Linked DNA regions of Zea mays: region 2 is linked to region 1. The links are chromatin contacts, called in public Hi-C maps. All regions are on one chromosome and are shown on one strand. The core of a region is the stretch at or near the end of the contact, and the rest is flanking DNA. Distances in the headings are between cores, read along the strand shown. Region 1 holds the start of LOC100274525. Region 2 holds the start of LOC100384375.

Region 1 (5,178 bases), core at 2,029-4,528:
AATGCATGCCCTATGAGGCTCATAGGACTGGCCATTCCTTTCTGGCCTTCTAGGGGCCGGAAAGTACTCACTCTCACAGGTTTGATAGATTATATTATGGTGCTGGTGTGTCGTATGGTGAGATGGGGAGTCTAGCGGGACGGATACGGAGTTGGATATCCATCTTTCTCAAAAAAGTCTGTGCCGGACCATCCGGTTAAATACGCGGACCGTCCGGCTCCGTGCGCGGACTGTCCGGCCATGTGACCGGACCGTCCGACATTATATTCGGACTGTCTGGTGCCATACGCAGACGATCCGAATGGGTTATCTAGGGTTTGCACGGCATGTGGCGGTTTGGGTGCAGGTCTCGGTAATTCGCTTCTAAAAATGGGATCGGCCGCCGCTGGCCCGGACGGTCCGCGCTCACGTACGGACGGTCCGGACATGCGCAGATCGGCAAATTTATCGCCGATGTGCGTGGGAGGCTGTCGTTGCCCAAGGTACGTGTCTATCGGCATCCCATAAAAGGGTTGTGACTGGTCGTGACACCCTGTAGCCGATGAATTACGTGTGTATTCCCTCAATTCAACCTCGTGCGAAGGAAGATTTGCCATAGTAGACTTATCAAGCGCACGCACTAGCCTGTTATGATCGTTTTGTATATCCCCTACGATACGTTGCAACTGATCTCGCTGTTCGTTTATGTAAGCTTTAAGAGATTGGAGTTTGTTGGTGCTACTTACATTGGGGGTAATCGTAGTAGGTCGGAGCGAAGCCAGATCTGTCGCCCGTTGCCGAACGACTTTGTTGTTCTTGTCCACCTTGAAGTCGGCCAGGAACTTCGCCTTTGCTTCTTGGATCAGCTGCTCCTGGCGCTTCTCGAACAGGAGCTGTTCCTCATCCGGCAAGGTTTCCCATGTCGGCGTGATGATATTGCTTGTGGAAACTTCAGAGCTATCCTTTGAACCAGCCATTGAGGGCCGATTTGATAGGTCTATATGTGTTGTCCCCGCGGAGTTGCCAAAAAGTATGTTGACGCCTTTTTGGAGCGTCAAACACTCAATAAGAACCGTGGGCGGTGCCCTCTGCACAGGGGCGAACGGTCCGCGCGCAGGGGCCGGTCTGCGGCTTGGTGCGAGGCGTGGCGGTGCTCTCTGCACAAGAGCGGACGGTCCGCGCGCAGGGGCCGGACGGTCCGCGGCCTGGTGCAAGGCTAGGGCTCCTGCCTGACGGCCGGACGGTCCGCGCGTACGCAGGGGCGGCGGAAGATCGCCGGCGGCGCCTGGATCTCGCTCTCGGGAGGGACCCCGTCGGGGAGGAGAGATCCTAAGAGTTGTTTAGGCTCGGACCGACCGACCTAGACTCTTCTAATCGACGTAGAGTCGAAGAGAAGCGGATAATTTGGGGATCGAGAGGCTAAACTAGAACTAGACTAGAACCACTTCTAATTGTACTGGAAATAAATGCGAATAGAAGTTGTATTGATTCGATTGATGATGATTACAAATCGGCCGTATACCTCTCTATTTATAGATGAGGGGGCTGGACCCTTTACAAACTAATTTCCAAGCTTTTCCCGTGATTTTAGCTAACAACCGTAACACAAAACTTGGAACCCTAATATGCTCTGCGCACGCGCGGACCGTGCGGCCCTAGGGCCCTACCGTCCGCAAGGCTCAATTTGGTTCCAAACACTTCTTTAGAGACAAAAAAATAACTAAATTTTAGCTAAAAATGGGTTCAAACTTACCGTGAGAAAGATCAGTTCTTTCTATCTGAGGCTGAATGCACCCAGATGGCAACCAGTGTTTACATGAACACATTCATAAACAAATTAGCTAACGAATCAAATGGGCTGCAGCTGGCCGCAACCGACGAAGCGAGCAAACTCCGCTAGCGCAGGTTTACAATGACGGATGGTTCGACTCCGGGACTTCTCGGCGCTGTTTGTTTCAGCTTCTGACCACTAAAAACTGTTGCGTACTGTCAAACGCTCAGCTTTTCAGTCAGCTTCTATAAAATTCGTTAGGGGCAAAAACTATCCAAAATCAACATAAACACGTAATCGGTTGAGTCGTTGTAATAGTAGGAATCCATAACTTTCTAAATCCTGAGCCATATGAACAACTTTATCTTCATCCACACGTAATCGTAATGATACTCGAATTCTCTCTACAGTCAGATTCTTCTCACAGTCAGATTTTTAAAAAAACTGGTCAGAAAAAAGCTGAACCAAACAGGCATCAGACGACGCGCGGCTCTCCGAGGTGGATTGGCGGAGCCCCTCGACCATCCTGATCACCGGTCCGGCGACTTCGCCGTGCACACCATGGCTACCTGCAGCATCTGCACCAGCTCCTCCTCGATGTTCTGGTGCTTCATCAGCTCCACGTCGAACACCTCGGCCGTCCACTACTCCCAACCACCGAGTGCACCCATCTCGGGAGGTCGACGACGTCGTCGTTCCCCTGGGTCTGGAGCGCTTCTATCGATTTTGCCTCTCTGCAAACTGCAACTGCCTACATTAATTAATTTAGGAATAGTAGCAGGAGGCATTGACCCCACGGCCTGTGTACGTGTGAGGATCATGCTGGGTTGCATTGACCCCACGGCCTGCACAGAACGGACCACCCAGCTGAAGTTGGGCTACAAGAGGACCGTGCTTTTCCTGCCGCAGACGGTCCAAACTTTGGTTTTGGTGGGGTTTTTTTTCCCTCCTGGTTGTCTGATAAAATTGAATATAAAATATATAAAAAAAGTAAACGCATTTTTTATCTATACAAAATATCAAATAAAAAAGCTATCGACTACAACGTCTCAAAACTTTATTAGTAGATCTATAAATTTTCTGTTTTGGTAGTTTCTTCATCCAAGACGGTTTAAAAAAAAACCAATAAAGAAATATGAAAAAAGTCAAAAGTATATATGTTTTTTAAAAAAATCTTAACCGTAGTTGTTTGACAGATTTCAATTTGAAATATAAAAGAATCCAAACGTATTTTTTTATTTATGCACCGCACCCCAATTACAGCACAGTAGTACTACTAGCTTGTTTGTCGCGTAGTAATCAGTTACCGGATGATCCGCGCGCGGCAAGCATCAACATGGGCGACCCTAGTCCGGCCGGCGCGTCGATCGAACGAGACATGCATGCTTACGTGCACGTAACCGTCCGGCCGTCACATGCCTCTGCGGGCCCACCTACAGGGGAATATCGAGCGTTGGTGTGGCGACTGGCGACCGCGACGACGTCCGTTCCGGTCGGGCCTCACTCCTCAAACGCACGCAATTTGTCGCCCGATCCATCCTTGCCCTTCCTTTATCTCCTCGTGTCTTGTCTTCGTCTCGTCTCGCCACAGGCACAGCCAGCCCTATCGATCGGCGGTACGGTGTCTGCCAAGCCAAGTGCCAACCGCAACCGCCCCCGCGCCGAGCGAGACGATGGAGACGACGGAGATGGCGGCGGCCGCCGCCGCCGCCCTGTGCTGCGCGCTGGCGCTCTACCTGTACCACGCGCTGTGGCTGGCGCCCGGGCGGGTGCGCGCCGCGCTGCGGGCGCAGGGCGTCGCGGGCCCGCGCCCCTCCTTCCCCTACGGCAACCGCGCAGACATGAGGCGGGCGACCGCGGCGCACCGCGGCGGCGGCGGCGGCGTCGTGCACGACTACCGCCAGGCGCTGTTCCCACACTACGAGCGGTGGAGGAAGGAGTACGGTACGACGATCGATCGCAGGCGTGCGTGCGTGTTGCTTGTTTTTTTACTTATCATCATCATCCCTAGGTCTAGCACCATGACTGTCTTTGATTTGTTCGTCTCTTCTGAATGCGCGCGATCAATCGGGATCGGTCGGTTACTACGTTTTTTTTCTTTTTTGGAAAACAAATATATATATTGGACGCACTGCCATAGCTAGCTAGCATATTAATTCGAAAACTTAACACAGTAAATACGTTATTATTCTACCATTTTTGTCGTGTGATAAGTATCATTATTGCATCATAATGGTAAACTTATTACGAGATACAAATGGTGATTTGGTGATGGTATTTTGTTTACACATATAGTTAAAACAGTAGGATAAAGGACTTTGATTGAACAGTGCGTGGTGGGAAATATTCTGGCTACACCATCTACTAGCGAGGATAGATGGGTATATGCTTCACGCGAAATGACAATCTCGTCCCCGGCCAAAACAAACAAGTGAAAAAACAATGATTGAACTGCTAGCACGCGATTTCTTTTCCTCCTAAATAAATCAGATGAATGGTAGCCAGCCAGCGCTTGGCTCTCTTTCCGATCAGAATCCCATCCCTTTGTCCTTATTTCTTTTGACCCGTGTTTTTTTTACCAAAACTAGCTGGCGCGAATCAATTCCATTGCAATGATTATTAGACCATGTTTATTTACCCTGTAAATTATATAATCCAGCTAAAAAAGTTAAACAGATTATTTAAAAAAGTTAAACAGATTATTACGTAAATTATATAATCTAGATATTTAGATTATAATAATCCGTAAGCAGAAGATTCTATAAGATGAATTATATAATTTTAGAAGCAGATACTATCGTGATTGAGCATTGCCGGCGGTGGATCGTCACCGTCCTCCTATAGCCTAGGTGCTGTTTGGTTCACGAAATGTAACGTAAAGGGTAATGATAATGGTTTACACTTGATTACGGGCGGTAACAAGTTTGAATAGTCCGGTATCAAATTTTAGTACGGTATCTGATTACGATTGGACTAAAAAAACATGATTTAACGTAATCACTTACCCATTACGTTACAAATATTTGAACCAAACAATACCTAGCTGCCTATGGTGATGGCGGCGGGGCTTGCCTGCCTGTGCGTGAACCTGGAGCAGTTCACCCGACATGGTACGCAGATTTGATCTGATCCATCCGGAGATCCGGTCCGCCCACGGCCCCACCCACAAACGACAAAGGGCGCTGCCTGTCCTCTCCTCGGCGCCTCTGGATGGTCCTCCTCTCCGTCGACGGACTGCGCCGGCCCCAGCCGCGCAAAGTCCTCTCCTCTCCTTTGTCGCATTGCCAAAAAGGTCTGCCGATTCATCACGCGTCCATGACTTGAGTGGGAGTGCTGTGGATGAGAGGCCGGTTCAGCTGTCAGCTCAGTTCTGTTCTGCTGCTTTTCTTTTCTTTTTTCACTTTTCACACACAGTCTGTTGTCTGCCA
Region 2 (5,479 bases), core at 356-2,855, 190 kb after region 1:
CTAGAGTGAATTAGGGGAGGGTGCAGATGCGTTACGAGTGCATACTAATGATTTATAGGTGGTGCATATATGGTGAAAATTTGATCGTAATCACTGATTTTGCAAATTTTCGTGGGTGCATATGCATCCTCTACATTCTAAGTTGCCATGCCCCTGCATTTAGTTATATGTGGGAGGGTTTCCCTCCCTGGGTTTAGCCTCCCTTGCTCCCAAACTAGCCATGAGGTGGAACAGATGTAAAATTGATTTGTTATATACAGAACTGACACACACATAGTTAACTCGTTCACTGACGTATAAATTAAACAATTGTATTTCACATAACTGGAAAGCAAGATTAGACTGAATGCAGTGGCGCAAAATTGAGTTAAGCTCCCACGTTAGCAAAATTGAGATAATCACCTGGAATTGTGGTTCCTCCTCTTTGTAGACATCCTGGTAGGTCTGATTAGGAAACCAGGTAGTCTCATCGGGAACAGCGTGAAAACTGTAGGGCTGTTCATAAGATCGATCATATGAAGTGTAGGAAGGCTGTTCATAAGATCGATCATATGAAGTGTAGGTAGGCTGTTCATAAGATCGATCATACGAAGTATAGGTAGGTTGCTCATAAGATCGATCGTATGAAGTGTATGTAGGTTGCTCATAAGAATGTGTTTCCTCTTCGGTGTCACCATACCAAGACGATCTCTGCTTCCAAACAACAAACAAGGGGGACCCCCCATCCGTCAGTAACGATGGTAGCACAGCACTGGAGAGAATTGAGGAAAAAACCAGAACGGCACGGCGTGCTTCTGCTCACGTTGTTCTGAAACTGCAGTTCGCCGGCGTCGTGCCACTGGACAGTCCCGACGGCCGGCGGCGCCACCTCGACTGCGACGGAGTCCTCGACGCCCCCCTTCCGGTTGGCGTAGACGGGGACCCCGAGGGAGTCGACTCCGATGTGGCGCTCCCCGTAGCCGTCGGAGTGGCCGAAGAGGTAGTCCAGCCCCCGCATGCACTGCCTCCAGTAGTCACGGGCGCGGACGCGGGCGCACGTGGAGCGGCAGTGCGGCCCCGGCGGCGGCGGCAGGAACGGCCAGCCGCGGAACACCTCCGGCGTGGGGTACATGGGCAGGTGACGCGGCGCGTCCCCGTAGTCGTACGGCTTGGGCCAGTAGTACGGCTCCGCCGCGGGGGCCGGGGCCGGGGCCGGTGGCGAGCTCGGCTTAGGGGGCTGTGGCGCTGGCGCCGGAGCGGGTGCGGGCGTCTGAGGGAGCGGAGGCCGCGGCACCTGCGGGGCGGTGGGTGCAGGCGTCGCGGCGGGAGAGGCGACGGGGTAGCAGGTGGCGAGGGAGGGCGGGCGAGGCGAGCCGTAGGTGGCGGTGATGTCGTATCCGCCCGCGTAGGGGTGCGGGTTGTAGTCGTCGAACTCGTCGTCGTCTAGGTAGTCGCCGGTGGCAGCGGCGGGCGCCATTGTTGGTTGCGGGGGTTGGTGGGTGACGAGGAGGAGGGTAGGGAGGGAGGGGGGAGCTGGGGAGTGGAGGCCGGAGGGGCAGCTGCAGGAGGAGGCGGCGGCTGTATCGGGCTACCGGCTGGTGGCATGTTAACCTCGCGCCACTTGGGGGTGATGGTGACGTGAGAGCGAGAGGCGTAGGAAGAGGACGGAGGCCACCGCCACGCCTGCCACTTCCATTATTGCGCTGTGGGATCGGCATCGTGCGTCCATAATTTTGCGCTATCAAAAATTTCACGCTCAAACCAAACAATAGTTTTCTTGAGAGTTTTATCAGGTCAATAATAGTTCACATCACTTGAACATGGATCACGTTTGATATCGAAAGATTCACTACTTTGGATGGCGACATTTTCTTGTCTTATATGACGTTTGATTTCTAGAAACTAACTTTTAATCACTTTATTTTATTCATTTTAGACACTAAATTATTAAATACAGAAGCTAAAATAAATTCTGTATTTAGCAATTTAAATTTAGAAATTTAAATGGAGGGATTAAAAATTAGTCCATAAAAATCGTATAAGACCTCCCATAGATAAAAAAACAAGTATATAAAAAATGTAATAATAAATTAAACTAGGACTCAATTAGCCTAGCGAAATAAATTGTCTAAACATAATGTTAACTTAAACTATAAACATAATGTTAACTTAAACTATAAAAAGTTGTTAAATTTGGTTATGGATAGTGTCTACGGAGTTAATCCTATATAAGAGCTAGTTTGAGAACTTCATTTTTTTTCCAAATGATTTCTATTTCGCTAGAGAAAAATAAACTATTTTTTCTTGAGAAAATTAAAACCTTTTCAAAAAATGTGGAGTCTTAATAAATATTTTGTGCCAGTGTTTTTTTGTTCTCTCGAAGGGACTCTACATGAACAACGCCGATGGCAACAAACGGTAGCGAACCAGAGCTCGATCGTAGCCTAGGCAAATTTCATTGAGCCAAGGCAAATTTAATTAAACAAATTAAATTGTGTGTTTTGAAGCATGTTCTACAATAGTAGAAACATAAGACTGCAGCGAGCCTGAGCATGTGCCTAGGATCGCCGGGCTCTGGATGTCAACAAAGAGATTAGAATTTCCAAAGGAATGACAACCAAATGAACCTATAAATTTTTTTATGGCAACGAGGGGGTTCATAAGATTTTGGTAAGAAAAGGATTATATAGTCCCCACCCACCCACACACTTTGATTGTCTTGGAGGCTTCGATCCGGCCGTCAAAGTCAAAATCTTGTGACGGCACCACGTGGCACGTGCCCTGTTGCCACGTGTGGAGATCCGGGAAGTTGGGGAGGTTGACCCTTGACGTAAAATCAAGGAATCTGGAGCGCACGGTTTGGGCCTGGGGATCAGCTCGCAGGGGGAGTTCTGGGTTCTCGTTGTGGGCCGCGTGGTGATCCCGGACAGTTTGCTAGCGGGCCAACAAATGCGATGTCGCTGATGGAATTTGTGGTCACGCTGCTCCGCCCATTACGCTCCGTTTTTTAGAGCCTTGTGCATTTATACAGAAATACTAATAGACAAATTATTTTTAGTTGTGTTGTTAGACCGTGTTTAGAGCTAATAGTTAGTGCTAAAAATTAAAGGTAGAGATCCCGACCTCCAACTAATTGGTAGCTAACAATTAGTTTATTAGCTCTGTTTAGCTAAACAGGGCCTTAGAATGTTAAAAAAAACTCGAAGAAGCACAGGTCAGAATGTCATCAGTTGGGTCTGTTGGTTTATTTCTCCACAAGGATGCTCTGGAGCAGCTTCGAGTGCTTCTTGGATACTATTGCAAGCTCAATTTCTCTCTTCGACGCTAGCAGGGAAGCTCATGCAAGTTCAGATGCAAGTGCTCTGTCATTCATTGCAAGTTCAGTGGTTATCCAGTAAAGTCTGGCTCCAAATTCTCATTGCTAAGGACACGGGTGCTCGAGCTGATAAGCATGGACATTCAGATGCATGCAGAAGTAATTAATTGTCTTACTCTGTGCTTTGGCATGTGGACTGCAGCAATGGGGTGCACATTTGTGTGGTTATGGGATGCCAACATGAGCTAGACTTCATCGAAAGGATGATTCAAAAAACACGCGGCGTGGACCCAGCCAGCATGGAGACCGACGGAGTCCCAGTCCCGGGCTTCGTATTCGTTCCACGCCAGCCAGCCGCAGCCCTTCCAGCCCGGGAGCGCCGGCCAAACTCTGAAAGCGAACCCAGGTCTCCTTCAATTCAACACGATGCGCGCCTCCCAGAAGGCGGAAGCCACCGGCGCCAGCACGGCGAAATCGGGGCGGGCAGCAGCAGGAGCAGCACGCACCGTCGCAGCGCGGTCAGGGCCAGTATAAAAACGCCGTCGCATTCCAAAGCCGCCGGTTTCCACACACCACGCCACAGCCAGCCGGGGGTGGTTCGGCATCGGCTTCGGCAGGCAGAGCACTTTCCATCCGGCCCTCGCCTCCTCGCGCTGCATCTCCCCTGACCCCTGTGCCTTGTCCGCCCGCGGCAGATCCTGAGGCGGCTCGCACTTCCGTGTTCCGTCCGCCGCGCTTCCCTTTGCCCACGCCACGCGATCCCAATTTCCAAACCCGAGCGAGGTCAACTCAAAGTACCCGCGCCGCGCGTACGCCATAAACGTTGCCTGCCGCGTCTTCCGACCGTCCCCCACGCCACGACGCAGTCGCAGCAGATCCACCACCGACGCGCGCGCCGCGCGCCCCGACGCGGAGCGCTGGATCCCGCGCAGCAGGAGGCGGCCAACCCGTCGCCGTCGCAGTCTCCCCCGGCCCCCGCAAGCGGCGGCCGCGGCGTCCGCTACCGCACGCCCTCGTCCCCGGACCTCCTGCTCCTCCCCGCCGACCCCAAGATGCGCCGCTACTCCGCGCTGCCCAACGGCGGCCGCCAGGAGACGCTGGCCGACCGCGCGCACCGCTACCGGGGCGTCTTGCTCGTCGTCCTCGCCCCGCTCGCGCTCGTCTCCCTCGTGCTCCTCCTCATGCCGCGCTCGCCCGCCGGCGCCACGGCCGGCGCCAGGAGGTCCGGCCCGCCCGGGGCCGACAAGTACGCCGTCATCTTCGACGCCGGGAGCTCCGGCAGCCGCGTCCACGTCTTCCGCTTCGACGCCAACCTGGATCTCGTCCACATTGGCAGCGAGATCGAGCTCTTCGTCCAGGTACGCTATGCCCCGCGCCGGTGATCCGTTCGCCGATTGGATCTGGATCTGACTCGCGTCTCCTTCCGCCTGCAGATAAAACCGGGGCTTAGCCACTACGCCAACGATCCCCGGGAGGCCGCCGAGTCGCTCGTCTCTCTCCTTGACGATGCCAAGCGAGTGGTGCCCGCGGAATTGCGCGACCAAACTCCTGTCAGAGTCGGGGTGGGTGGCACATCGCACCAGTTGATTTTGTTGTGCTTGATAGTGTTCTTACTGAATTATTTAGCTTCCTTCTCCTCCATCCTTGCGCAGGCCACCGCAGGGCTGAGAAATTTGGGTGCACAAAAATCGGAGGCGATATTGCAAGCGGTAAATGGTTCTTTTAGTATAACATTTCAAGGATGCATTCATCAGTGGATGTAGCATGGTTTCACTAAGTGATTTCTTTTGTTGTTGTTTGATTATGACCATGATCAGAGCTTTCGATTAACTCTGATGGCATATCCATAACTGGTGCAGGTTAGGGACATTCTTCGCGAAAAGAGTTCCTTTAAAAACCAACCGGATTGGGTTACAGTTCTTGATGGAACGCAGGAAGGTGCATACGAATGGGTATGATGCTTTTCTTCTCCATTTGTTGCTGCTCTAATTCGTAACTTTGCCAGCTGATTCTCAGAAATGCTTCTCACAACTCAATGTGGCCAAGGCTTTCGATTGACAAGATTAGTTAGTGTACCTGCATTCTATTTTCATTGGTTAGTCCAGTAACAAGTAACGAGTAATACCTTTCTCTCTACTTTTAGGTTACCATCAATTATCTGTTGGGAAACTTGGGAAAGACTTA

The links. A called contact is a pair of places that touch in the nucleus more often than the background predicts.
Region 2: a contact with region 1 is called in a Hi-C map of ear, with 4 times the contacts expected there. The contact joins the promoter of LOC100384375 here to the promoter of LOC100274525 in region 1. A contact is called at or near these places in 5 of 25 Hi-C or Micro-C datasets (bundle sheath, ear, leaf and 1 more).

The regions. Positions count from the first base shown.
Region 1 is chr2:223,892,346-223,897,523 of Zm-B73-REFERENCE-NAM-5.0, forward strand. It overlaps LOC100274525, which reads left to right and starts at 3,279. Exons shown (of 3, transcript NM_001356981.1): 1 at 3,279-3,694. The coding sequence starts at 3,424.
Region 2 is chr2:224,083,027-224,088,505 of Zm-B73-REFERENCE-NAM-5.0, forward strand. LOC100384375 reads right to left here and starts at 1,606. Exons shown (of 6, transcript NM_001176918.2): 1 at 803-1,606; 2 at 403-690. The coding sequence starts at 1,456. LOC103647945 (probable apyrase 2) reads left to right here and starts at 3,858. Exons shown (of 9, transcript NM_001353419.1): 1 at 3,858-4,653; 2 at 4,729-4,857; 3 at 4,948-5,004; 4 at 5,155-5,247; 5 at 5,439-5,479. The coding sequence starts at 4,348.